Regions from separate parts of the Anas platyrhynchos genome. Here all the other regions are linked to region 2. Evidence: chromatin contacts called from public Hi-C data. All regions are on one chromosome and are shown on one strand. Each heading gives the region's core, a stretch centred on a gene start, on an enhancer-like site or on the middle of the called end of the contact. The rest is flanking DNA. Distances are from core to core; before and after follow the strand shown. Region 1 holds the start of EXOC8 (exocyst complex component 8). Region 2 holds the start of RAB4A (RAB4A, member RAS oncogene family). Region 3 holds the start of RHOU (ras homolog family member U).

What was found. A called contact is a pair of places that touch in the nucleus more often than the background predicts.
Region 1: a Hi-C map of F5 follicle shows a contact between it and region 2, with 4 times the contacts expected there. The contact joins the promoter of EXOC8 here to the promoter of RAB4A in region 2. A contact is called at or near these places in 6 of 8 Hi-C or Micro-C datasets (F1 follicle, F5 follicle, liver and 2 more).
Region 3: a contact with region 2 is called in a Hi-C map of subcutaneous adipose tissue, with 4 times the contacts expected there. The contact joins the promoter of RHOU here to the promoter of RAB4A in region 2. A contact is called at or near these places in 6 of 8 Hi-C or Micro-C datasets (F1 follicle, liver, skeletal muscle and 2 more).

Annotation. Positions count from the first base shown.
Region 1 is chr3:44,349,573-44,353,763 of IASCAAS_PekinDuck_T2T, reverse strand. EXOC8 (exocyst complex component 8) reads right to left here and starts at 2,441. Exons shown (of 2, transcript XM_027454162.3): 1 at 880-2,441; 2 at 1-227. The coding sequence starts at 2,391. SPRTN (SprT-like N-terminal domain) reads left to right here and starts at 2,549. Exons shown (of 5, transcript XM_027454163.3): 1 at 2,549-2,862; 2 at 3,584-3,683. The coding sequence starts at 2,591.
Region 2 is chr3:44,551,916-44,556,210 of IASCAAS_PekinDuck_T2T, reverse strand. RAB4A (RAB4A, member RAS oncogene family) reads right to left here and starts at 1,690. Exons shown (of 8, transcript XM_027454167.3): 1 at 1,533-1,690. The coding sequence starts at 1,563.
Region 3 is chr3:44,372,329-44,376,266 of IASCAAS_PekinDuck_T2T, reverse strand. It overlaps RHOU (ras homolog family member U), which reads right to left and starts at 1,778. Exons shown (of 3, transcript XM_027454164.3): 1 at 1,235-1,778; 2 at 892-950. The coding sequence starts at 1,583. It overlaps LOC110352851 (a long non-coding RNA gene), which reads left to right and starts at 1,959. Exons shown (of 2, transcript XR_002402520.4): 1 at 1,959-2,626; 2 at 3,241-3,697.

The DNA.
Region 1 (4,191 bases), core at 1,192-3,691, 200 kb after region 2:
CCCACCCCGCAGCTCCTCATCTCCTCTCTGAGCTTCCCCAGAGCCTCCGGGGTCATGAGGTTCATCCTTCTCCACATCTCCTCAGAGTTGCGGTGCTTCGTGGCCTCGATGATGATATCCTTGTAGCTCTGTAAAGCACCTTTGATATCCTTTACCAGGAGGGCGTGAATGATGAAGGTGAGATCCAGTCCAATCTCGCTGAGCTGCTTGCAGTGCTCTTTGGCGACCTTGGGTATTAATGAAAAGCAAAGCGTTAGTAGTTTGCATGACCCCTTTACACTCTAAATGTTTACTTCTTTTTTATTGTTCTCAGAAAACAGGGAAGCATTTGTCATCTTTCATTTGCTTCTTGTGCCTTAAGAAAATCCTTATTAATAAAGAAATCAATAAATGAAAGACAAGCCATGCATGTCAAAAATACTCTGGACAATTACTTTACAACTCCTTCCCTCCCCCATCAGTAGCTACTATAAGTAAAGATACCATAACCTGAGAGAGCTGGTCCCACAATAAGATTAAGGAAGCATAGTCCAGAGCAGGCTTGGAAAACAAACAAAAAGCCTTCAAAATATTCATCATTCAGATGTGTTTTTACAAATTTTAAGATCTCCTACTGGTCAAAGGCAAATTAGGAAAGAACACATTCTGTGTTTCTGATAAGGGCAGCGTTTTTCTTGCTGTGCATTCTCATCGTAACATTTTCTTCTGATAAACTGAAAAAGGCACAAACCAACCCCACACACCTACGGACTATTCAATGCAGGAAACCTCTCCAGCAACGCTCTGTCAACAATTTCTAGGGTTAGAAACGAAGGCTTGCAAACCTTATAGCTTGCGTTCAGGCCAGCTCGTCACACCACCCTCTGTGGTCACACCTACCTTCACACACTCCGCTGCAGTCGACAAGCTCTCTTTGCTGTCAAACACCTGCTTACTGAAGGCATCTACGAACATCCTCATGGAGGAGCGGGCCCACACAACGAAGGCAGAGTAGCAGCCGTTGTTGCCGGCGAAGTCTGTCTCGAACTCCCTCGCCGTCTCCAGAAGGCTGGTGAAGAAGACGTGGCAGAGTTTGTGGATGTAGAGCAGCGTGGCGCCCTCGATGCGCAGCTGCCGGATGGCCGTGTGCACCGCAGCCGCCCGGTTCTTCAGGAAGAGCTCGCACGCCTTGGTGGACTGGCCCAAGCGGATGAGCTGGGACACGGCTCGGCGGGTGGCCCGCGGCCCTCCTCGCAGCGAGCGGTCTGGGGACAGCTCGAACACCAGCACGTCCGTCAGCTGCCGGACACGCTCGTCCACCTTGGCCCGAAGCTCCTTCACGGGCTGGCTCACGGGCTTGTCCGCCAGGTACTCGTTGAGTTTATCTAGCAGGTCCACCGCTCCCTCGAAGTCCCGCTGAGCGATGCAGACGTCCAGGTCCTCCGGCAGCTCCTGGATCCACTCGAGCGAGAGGTCGACCGCCTCTTCCTCGGCAGAGGGCTCTTCCTCCTCTTCCTCATCCTCCTCCTCGAAGGGGTTGGTGGATTCGGGGGGCGTCGGGGCGGGCCGGGGCATGGCCTCCTGCTCCAACCGCCGCTTCTCGCTGAGGGCCCGGTTGCGCTTGGTCTCCTCCAGCACCTCCAGCCACTCCTTCTTGATCTTGGCGTTCTCGGCCTGGAAGATGCGGCTCTCGGGGAACATGAGCAGCTTGAACATGTCCTTCATGGGCGGGTTGTCCTTGACGTTGACCACCGCCAGCCCGTCCAGCGGGTAGAGGGCATCGTAGCGGTAGGCGCCGCGGCGGTTGGGCAGGGCGGTGGCCACCAGCAAGCAGTCGTTCATCAGGAAGGCGTGCACCCGCTGGATCTGCGCCATGTGGTCGGCGTCGTACTCCAGCAGCTCGCCGTTGTACACCAGGAACTTGCCGGGGCTCTCGGGCAGCAGGTCGCGGCAGCCCTCCACCTTCTCCAGGAGGGTGGTGAGCGTCCGCTGCCGCCCCTCCTCGCCGCCCCCCGCCGCCTCCTTGCCCGACAGCGGCAGGAACGGGTCGGAGGGCGCCAGGGCGGGGTCGTCGCGGTCTGCCTGGAGGAGCAGGGCCTGCGTGACGGCCTCCATGATGCCCTTCTGCTCGGTGAGGATGTGGCTGAGCTGGTACATCTCGCTCTCCAGGTAGCTGATCTCCCGCGCCGTCTCGATGAACTGCCGGTAGTTCTGGTAGACGTTGCGCTTCAGGCTCTGCGCCGTCTCCTCGCTCAGCGCCTGGATGCGCTGCCGGTGCTCCTGCAGGTCCCGGTCGCCGTCCGACTGCTGCGACAGTTGCTTCACGTACTCGCCCGCCACGAAGCCGCCCGACTCCAGCTGCCGCCTCAGCCGGCTGCCCCCCCCCCCGCCGCCGCCTTCCCCCAGCGCCATGGCCCCGCTCCCCTCCGCTCCCCTCCGCCGCTGCGCCTGCGCAACCAGCGCCGCGTACGCCACCTGCGCAGCGCAGCGCCGCGGCCGCCCCTAGCCCCTACGTAGCCCCGCCTACGCGCGCAGCGCTGCGGACGCTGTTTGCGCACGCTCTTTGCGCACGCACGCCGCCTGCGCCACAGCGGGCGGGGGAGCCGCCAAGATGGCGGCGGCTGTGGCGGAGGGGGAGGACGGGGACCTGGCGCTGGCGCTGCAGCTGCAGGAGCTGTGGGAGGCTGAGGACGGGGAGGGGGTGGCCTCCGCCCAGCCCCCGGCCGTGCCCGAGCCGCTGCGGCCGCTGTCGGTGGTGGATGAGGCGTGGGAGCTGCTGGACCCCAGCCCCGACGTGCGCGGCCTGTTCGTGCAGCTGAACGAGGCGCTCTTCTGGGGGCGCCTGGCCGCCGTGGAGGTGGCGTGGAGCCCCCGCATGACGCTGTACGGCCGGGGAGGGGGTGGGAGCCGCGGGCAGACCCGTGTCCTGCTGGCAGGGGCCGTGCCGGGCACCCCTCGGTCCCTGCCGCAGGGTTTGGGGGGTCCCGGGTGCGGGCAGCAGGTGTGCGGCGCAGGGTGCCGGAGTGCTGCCACCTCTGCTCCTTAAATTGGGGTGTTGGGCTGCTAGAAGCGTAAACCGGTGCCGACGCCAAAATTTGAAATGGTTTCTGAGCGATCAATCCACCACGCAAAGGTTCAGGGAGAGTCAAAAGGAGAGGGAGGGTGAAATCGCGGCAGCCCGAGTTCAAATCCACAACCCCTGCTTCAGATGTTTCTCTCCACCTGGAGTTTTAATGAAAGCAGTGCTCTACTTCCTCAGCATGTTAGCTTGGAGTATTCTTTGTGCGTATATGTATGTGTTTCAGGATTGCCAGCTTTTAATTAAGGGTTTGCGAGAGATCTAATAAATTATACTTTGTCTTGGTAGTTTCATCACAGTTTATTAAGAACAACTTGTGAGCTCTTATTCCTTGCTTAATGACGTCGAGTTCTTTGAGTAACTACCAAAAGTGTGTTTCATATTCAAAGTTACTTAGCATATGTTGGAAAAGGCCATCATTTTAACTCCCAGTTCTCAACTTACTTCACGTAGAAAATCCTTATTAATAAAGAAATCATAGAAAAGCACATAGCTTTCAATATCTTGTTTCTGTGTCTCTTTCAGGTGTGCTGGAGTGTGCAGATACGAAGGAAAAGGTGGAATGTGTTCTATTCGTTTAAGTGAGCCACTCCTTAAGCTAAGACCAAGAAAGGATCTTGTTGAGGTATTTGAAAATTGCTCATGAATATGCACATAGAACGTAGTGCACGTCACCCCCACATTTTATATTTTGTAATGTAATTTTTATATACGAAGACTTACAGATCGTAGAACAGTGGTGACTATTGCTGTGTTTGTGTTGCTTGTGTGGGCAACGTCACTTTAGTTGCGTGCTCCTAAATGAGCAGTTCCGAGTAGGAATCTAAAGTCACTTTTTTTAACTGGTGGGAAAAAAAACACGCGTTTCTTTGCTCCTAAATTATTCTCTAATATTGGAAACAGAATGGTCTGAAAGCGTGAGTAAGAAAATGGCTGTAGCTTAATCTTTTAGGCCAGTAGCAGAAAGCAAAGATATAGAATATGACTGTAAGTATAATTTTGTACTGCTTGTTATGCATCTGTCAGACTGCTCATTTGAGTTGGCTTGACGTTTAGATTTGCCAAATTAAATAGAATTTCAACCTTTTTACAAGTATCTCTTTCTTTGGTTGTGGAGGGGATGACCCCTTCAA
Region 2 (4,295 bases), core at 441-2,940:
CATTTACTTAGATTCTTCTAATTATGAAGTGCTATATATAGCTATTCTGCAGTAAACTATCCCAACTGTTCCGGAGAATTACAAAAAAGAAAGGGGAAATACAACATTTACATGTAGTTAGCACACGGACCACACTCTCTCATGATGCTGAACAGACAACGCACAGTCCCCAAAATAATGGCAACCCAACCAAAGCTGTTAAATCTAAAACTGACCCTTAGTCGAGATGTGGCAACTAGCCTTTAAAAGCTTCTGGACCTTTTAATGTAAGAATGAAGGCAATTGAAACTGTTGTTTTACACAAATCTGATTTACCTTTCCTTTGTTCAGGTCTAGGAAATGACGAGTGAAATCATTAAGAGGGGAGACAGAGATAAACATTACACTCCATCCCATCAGAAGGGATGAGGGTCATCAAATAAAACTGGCCATCAAGCAGAACTCCTCAGAAAACAAGGAGAGAGCCTTCTGCAGAACAGATGGCCTATGTGGGGAGCTCCCTGCCAAAGGATGCTGTGAATGCAAATTTGCTGGAGTTCAAGAAAAGACTGCGCAAGTTCATTGAAGAAAGAGCCACCGAGGGCTTCTCAACAGAAACCATACTCAGCTCGTGGAAATTTCAAGTTGAAAATAGCTGGAGAACATCAAGGAAATGATCACATGTACTTGCCCTGCTCTTAGCCTCTTTTCAAAGCATCAACAGGACACTGCAAAAATAGATACTAGTTACTATCATGGTCTAGTTACTATCTAACTATCTAGTTACTATCATAGCATAGGCACTGGTAAGTTCTATGTTATGCCATAACTTAGTTTTTACTACTCCATCTGCTCTAAATCTTGGCACTCACATATTCTAGTTCTGAATGTCTGTAGCTTATTTATGTACACACAGAACAAACACTGAAACTCAGAAGAAAAATACACACAAAAAAAATAAATAAATGAAATAACCCACAACAGCTGCAGACCTTCAAGTTTAAGGTCGCATTTTCTAGAACACCAAAACAATCGGAAAGCACCAAGAGTCACAGCAGGCTTACAATTGCTATTTTGCATCACTGGAACAATACAAAAAGTGTTGAAATGTACTTGTTAAGATACAGGGTGAAAATATGGGCTTGCAAAGCAGGCAGGCTGAAGAGGAGCACTGCTGGCACTCTGTCCTCTCTGGCTGTCCGCCCATCTGCCTGTTCAGAGACCACCAGAAGAGCACAGGAGCGATCCCAGTTCTTGCTCAGACCACGAACAACCGGTTCCAACTCTTTACCTAAACCAGCGAGGCACAACTCGCTGCTCTGGCTTCTGAAAACACAGAAACCACCGGCCCCTGAAAGCACCCAGCAGGAACAACGGGGCCGGTACTCCCCTAACGAGCCCTCCTGCTGCCCCTCACAGCTGGCCGAGCCCCACACGGCTCCCACCGAGCCCACCGGTTCCTGACCGTGCCCCTGCCCCTGCCCCTGCCCTACCCACCGCTAGGCTCGGGCCCCGGCGGCCCCCAGCCCCCTCGCATCCCCCCCGGCTCCTACCGTAGCTCTCGGACATGGCGGCCTGCGACATGCCGGAGCGCCCCGTCCCCCGCCGGGCCCGGGCAGGGCGCTGCCGCCGGGCCGGGAGGGACGCGGCCGGGCCCCGCCGCCCAGCCCCGCCTCGCCCCGCCTCGCCTCAGCTCCGCCCGCAACGGCCGCAACGGCCCCGCTGCGCACGCGCCCTCAGCCCCGCGCCATGGCGGGCGGGCGCCGCCTCAGTGACGAGCAGCCGAACACCTCAGCCGTCCCACAGCCTCTCCCCTTTTGGGGTGCTTAATGTCACGCCGTCCACAAACCCCTAATGATTACGGAAATAAACTGATTTTGTTAATTGCTAAAAATGTCATGCTACGTCAGTATGGGAACAGGGGGGTCTGGACACCTTGCTCTGTACAAACAGGATTTGAGGTTAAAAGACCTTACATCAGTCTTGTCTGATCAACCTTAGATCGGTCTTGTCTGATCAAATTGAGCTTGCCTCTACGGAGGTGATGTTTGGTAAATGTTGTACTAATGCCATGCTCCTCTGCCTCCAGCCACTCCCAATCAGTTAATGTGCACATGCCCGTAAAATACATGAAAAATTGAAAGCTTTCTATAAAACCTTTTAGTAGTATTGAAGAGAAAGACAGGGGGTGGATGGACAGAAAAAGATCGGGGAAAAAAAAAAAAGGAAACACAAATAGGATCAGGTGTTTCAGTATTTCTGTTTTGATGAGGAAATGAAAACAAAGTAATATTCAGAAATAACGAAGAAAGCGTGAACTAGGTTGGAAAATACAATGCTGATATCTCCACAATTTGCAAATATAGGCTACTGTATTTCAATTAAAACATTGTTTTTGAGTAAGCAAAAAGTAAATAGCAAGAAGTGACCTCACTGTTGTCCATCTGTAGTATAAGGGTGAAGAAAACCAAAAGCCAAATGTTTAATTTGTCTTCTGGTTTATGGTTTCTGTTGCTTACACCTGCTAGAAAGTTCCTTCTCACATAAAAAGCGGATGTGTCATGTCAAACTGTGTCTGCAGATCAGACATTTAAATACTATCATTTGTTCCTCAAATTAGTTTCACCACAATTATTGTACCTATATACTTGGTTATGGTCGTAAAGGTCATGCCGAGGTTTCTCTAAAAATGCTAATCTCATTTGTTTTACTAGTTTTTACAAACCAGATTCCTACAATATCAGTGTCTGATACCTTAGGAATGGAGAAAGACCACAAGGTCTCCTCAGAGGCAGACCCAGGATGGAGGATTCTGCAAAAGCTCCTTCTTCCAAACAAAAACAACCTGACTTACGGGATTTTGTGGATTTAGACAGGGCTTTAATGACCTAGCATTGCAATTGACCAGATCCTTCCCTTTTTCTTTTTGCCCTATCCAGGGAAACAAAATTGAGTCTGGATCTGAAGCTGAGCCGCATTTTGGTTTCCCCTTCACTGGAGGCTGAGGGCTGCTGGTTGGGCCTGGAGTGCAGCCAGAGTTGGGACGGACTGTTAGTTGTGAGAGTGATAGGATGTGTCTTGGTTTAGTCTGAAGGTGGCACTACAAGGCCATCTGAGAAAGGCACTGCAGTAACGTGACGCTGCATGTGTGTTTTCTCCATCATTTGGGGCTGCACAGCATGCGGTCCCACCTGAGAGGTTCAGGTAAAATGGGGAACAGGGCGCTCTGCCTCGCTGTCCTGCTCCTTGTGTGCTGGGTATGGAAAACATCCCAGTGCTTGGGGAAGCTGCAGGCTTCAGCTGGACATGAAGCAGCAATGAATTTGGCTCCAGCAACAGAAATGAAATACAAAGATTGATGCACTGCGAAACCTCTGAGATTTGCGTGACCTCCTTGTAGTCAGTGTTGCTGGCCAGCTGACTTCATCTGAAAGCAACTGACATCATCTGAATGCTGTCATCTTCAGCTTCCACAGAAGCCGCCCTCAACCTATGAACATGTTTGTCAGTTAATAATGTAATTGCAGTCAGTCATGGAAATTTACGGGCTGAGTGCTTCTAAAGTCATGGCCCAGCCCCTCAGCTGTTAACCAGGAGCAGTGGGAGGTGGTAAAAAAAAAAGGTGACTGTGAAGGTAGGCTGGTGCTGTCATCAAACACCTTTATCTTGGCCCGTGGACTGTCCCATTTGGACCTTCCCCAGACCAAATATGATGCCCTCAAGCTATATCACTGAACTAGCAGCTGGTGAAGTTGGAGTCCAGCATGCTGTATGCTAGCCACTATCTTTTTCCTTTTATTGGGCTCTTATCACCAGTGGAGCCACATGGAGCAGCCTAGGGAGATTTGGGGTTCATGAACAATCCCCAGAAGTTGGGATAAGCTCAATTTCAGATCAATATATGTGCTATAATGCAGAAGTTCAAATATGTCCTAATGGGGGATTGAGTATCATTTTGTCTGGCAGAAATCTGTAAAACATTTTTAGGTGTTTTGTTTAGAAAAACATACTAATGTACTTTCACTAGCATAAAGGCACATAGAAGCCCTGTATTAAAAAGAGAAATGCACAGTAGAGAGGGGAAAAAAAATGAAATCAGGATCTAGATGATGGATTTCAAAAATAGTTAGTGATTTAATTTTGCAAGACTCTTCAAGTATTTAATTTAATTTAATTTAATAATAAAAAAAAGTATTCAAGTCTTAAATACTTTAAGAATTCAACAGAGACATGATAAAATGAAGACAACAGAAGTTTGGGACATTTTATTGAAATGCATTATGTGTTTAAAGCGTCTAGAGCACAGTTTTGTGCGA
Region 3 (3,938 bases), core at 529-3,028, 180 kb after region 2:
GTGCAGGGCAGATCAAACAGTCCCACAGCGCTGCTAGGGCTGTGCAGCCCTTCAGGCTCCTTTTCTAAGCGGGGCACCCAGTTAAAACCCATATAAATAGGATTGTACATTAAGGCCACCGAGATTTCTCCATGGGGTTTCGGTGAAGGCACAGACCCGGACCCACAAAGCTGTTCATGAACCCAGCTCCCATCACCTTCAAATGCGAGATCGGTAGCAAAACATTTTTAGCTGTCCAGGCTCAGCCCCTCCCAAGCTGTGCTGCACACGGCTTAGGGTGTTACGAGCCAGCGGGGTGCAGAAATACAAGAAATGGGTTCTCCTAGCAGGCAAACTAGGAGCTGAGAGGCACTAGCCACCCTCAGCCCCGCAGGAGTTAGTCAGGTTAGGGGCAGCAGCACGTCTTACGGGGGGGAAACGGAAAATGTGAAGTCTGTACAGATAACACCAAATAGGATTTTTTTCTCCCTTAAGCTTCTGTCCCTTTAAAAGTGCAGTGTCCGTCTGCGCACACCTACAGCGGTGAACGCTTTGTCCCAAACACCTTCGTTTTAAAATCCGTAGCTATTTGGCTAACAACAAACCCAGTGACAACCTCTCGAGGAGAAAACCTTGAGGTTTTCAGCCTATTCAGAGGCTGACAGCCCTGAAACCCCAGAGCTTTCAGCTCTCCTGCCAGGCAAAGCAGAGCAGCAGCCGTGCCCCGTCCCGGTGCGGAGTCGCAGCACTCGTGTCCCCCACCCCGCAGCAGACCCCAGGCAAAGCAGCGGGCAGGGAACGAGGGAGAAGGGCAGCGGCTTCACGGGGTGCTCAAAGCCACCAAGCCCCTGGCAGGACTCCCCGGCCGTCCCCTCCCGCTGCCACCTGCCCCGAGGAGGCGGCTGCACTGACCTGGCCGGCCGTGTCGCAGAGCTGCAGTCTCACCGGCTTGCCGTCCACAGACACAACAGCTTGGGGGAGAGAGGAGAGGGGAAAGCGTGGTGAGTCCAACTCCGTGGTGAGTCCAATTTTCCATTAATAAAGAAAAAAAATAAGAGAGGGGAAGGACCCCGCTGCCCGGGACTGAGCTCCTTACCCCCTTATCTGTCCTCGGGACGCCCCCAACCCCCAAAACGGAGCGGCTGCGGGGCAGAAGAAGCAGCGAAGCCTCACAGGTTGGCAGGGACACAACCCCGGGGCAGGCTCCAACTTTCCTCCCGGCTCCCAAACCCCCCCCGGCGCCCCATGTCCTTACCGGAGAAGTTGTCGAAGGCGGTGGGGATGTACTCGGTGGGGTACCCGTTGGTGGTGTAGCTCACCACCAGGCTGGTCTTGCCCACGGCGCCGTCCCCCACCAGCACGCACTTGATGCTGCGCCTCGGCTCGCTGCCGCCCCCGGCCCCGGCTCCGCCGCCGCCGCCCCCGGCCCCGCCGCCGGCCCCGCTCCCCGCCGCCCCCCGGCAGCGGCCGCCCAGCGCCGCCCCCAGCGCCGCCGCCGCCCGGCCGCTGCGCACCCTGCGGGGGGGCACCGGCGGCACCTCGCAGCCTGCTTGTGCCACCGGCTTGCCGATGTAGCCCGCATCGCCCTCCTGCTGCGGCGGCATCCGGGGGGCGGCCGGCCCGGCCCCGCCACCGGGGGAGCGGCGGGACGAGGACGAGGACGAAGAGAAGGACGAGGCGGCGACGGGCAGGCGGTGCGCAGCCCCGGCGGGGCGGCAGGAGCGGCGCTGCCGCCGCGAAGCCAGCCCCGGAGCAGGGAGGGAGCAGCGAGCCCGGCTGCGCTGCGCCCGCCTCGCCCCGCGCTACCGAGTCGCGGCCGGCGGCCCCGCGGCGCCGCGTGACATGGCCGGGGCGGGGAGGGGCCGCCGCCACCGGCACCGCCCGGCGCGGCACAGCGCGGCGCTGCGCGGAGCCCTAGGGGGCGCTGCCGCGCAACCTGCCCGGCTCGCCGCCGCCGCGCGCTCATTGGTCAGCCCGCGCCCGCCGCGCGCTGCTATTGGTTAAGGCGCGGGGGGCGCGGTGGGGAGGCTCCGCCCAGCTCCTCTTGCCGTGGGGAGGGGGTCGAGGGGCGGGGGCTGCGCGGGGCACGTGTGGCGGGAGGGGCCGCGGGTGCTGCGGGCACCGTGTCCCCGTAACGCCCCGGCTGGGGTGTGCTGCTGGCAGCACCGAGCGGGCAGGGCATGGTGGTGGTCGCGGGGCTGGGCTGAGCCCCCGTTTGCAGCCCGGGGGCCCCGCTCAGTCCGGTTTGGTTTTTGTGGGTCTGAGCGTCGGCTTGGGCACGGTGCTGCACGAGGCGAGGCCAGGCTAACAAAGGCGATGTTCCATGTGCCTTCCTAATGCACTGGTGCTGGAAGCCGGCATACAGCAAATATCCCAGCTTCAGCCACCAGTGTGTCCGGGCACGCTGAAGCCACGACAGGTTTCTGTCCGTCCTGCCTGATGTGCCAGCCGGTGGTGAGCAGACGCGCTGCCACCTCCAACACTGGCATCAAACACACCCCAGCTGCGGGCACGAGGCTGGCTGAGCCTCCCTTACCTTACCACCCCTTACCTGCAGCAGCAAGCAGCACGTCCCCACCCTGCATCAGCCCTGCAACGAGCCCTCGTTCAGCGCAAAGATGCGCGAAGACGAGGAGGACTCCCGTAGGTGGGAGATGACTACAACTGTCCGCTTTGTTTCGGGGCCGGGGGGCGGGAGCGGGCTCGGAGCTGCATGGTTGTGCCATACCGTAATGTGCCCTACGGAGCACAGAAGGCTTTTGTGCACGAGGATGATCTAACCCATTGTTTGGCAGGGGGGTGCAGCGGGTCGGAGCAGACCCCGGTGCTGGCGGTGGGCTGAGGGCTGGTCCCGAAGGGATGCTGCCGCCGATAGCCGCTGTCGCCGAAGCCTTCGGCCACGGCCCTATCGCACGCGCACATCTCGCAGGTTTTAACGCGGTTGTTTTCCGAGCTCTGAGCCGCGGGATAAACAGGCTTAGCTCCACGTAGGTCAACAGGGGGGCCGCTGTCTGTCTCGGGGCTGAATCTGGTCCATTATCAGTTCACAGAAAAGCTCCTGCCCTATCTTCCGTGCTCGTGTTAGTCAAATATTATTCTTCGAGAAAAATGACAGACAGAGGAAATTATGTTATCAAGACGTGAAGTAGGTCATTGTTATATCCCGGCTTATCATTTTCCCTGCGATACATAAAATACAAACTGGGTGCTGGCCTTGTAGAATGAAAGCTTGCTTTTTTTTTTTCTTTTTTTTTTCTGTAGAAACTTGAAAAGCCTGACACGGAGAGAGGCGCGGGAGTGAGGCGGCGCGCTCCGAGCATGACGTGATGCACTGCTGCTTGTGCAAGGGAAGGGTACAGCCTGCTCGGCGGGGCCGTCACCGAGATCCTGTTCTTTGTGAGAGGAGCAACCTGGAAAAAAGCCATCTGCAACGCACCCCTTCTTTTTCCAAAGAGTGGGATCGTGGTGACGTTGCTGACTTGGCCGGTGGCTGGGGAGATGGGAAGGAGAGAAAGGGGAAGCACGAGGGAGCAAAGAGAGGGCAACCAGCTGGGAAAGAAAAAGGAGCTTGTATAAAGGACGGGTCTGACCTGCTCTGACTCCAGAGAAGTGCTTTTGAGGCTGCCTTTTGAAAACTAGGAGCGAATAGGGCTAGGGAAGTACAAGATGTTACTGTTTTCATTATGTATTTCATTTGTAATTAAAAACTGTAAATATATATATATTTTTTTTTATTATTATTATTTTTTTTGCCAGGGCTTTTTTAAAGAACATTTTCATCACCCAAGATATCGATCTCAGGCAAGTTTTCACTACCTGGGGAAAGGGATCAGTAAGCAGCAGACATTATTAACACAATAATCTCTCCCCACCCCTCAAGCTAAACTCTGACTGAGGAGACGCTAACGCAAGCTCAAAGGCAAAAAGGCTTGTTGAGATAAACCTGAAAACAAAATAAT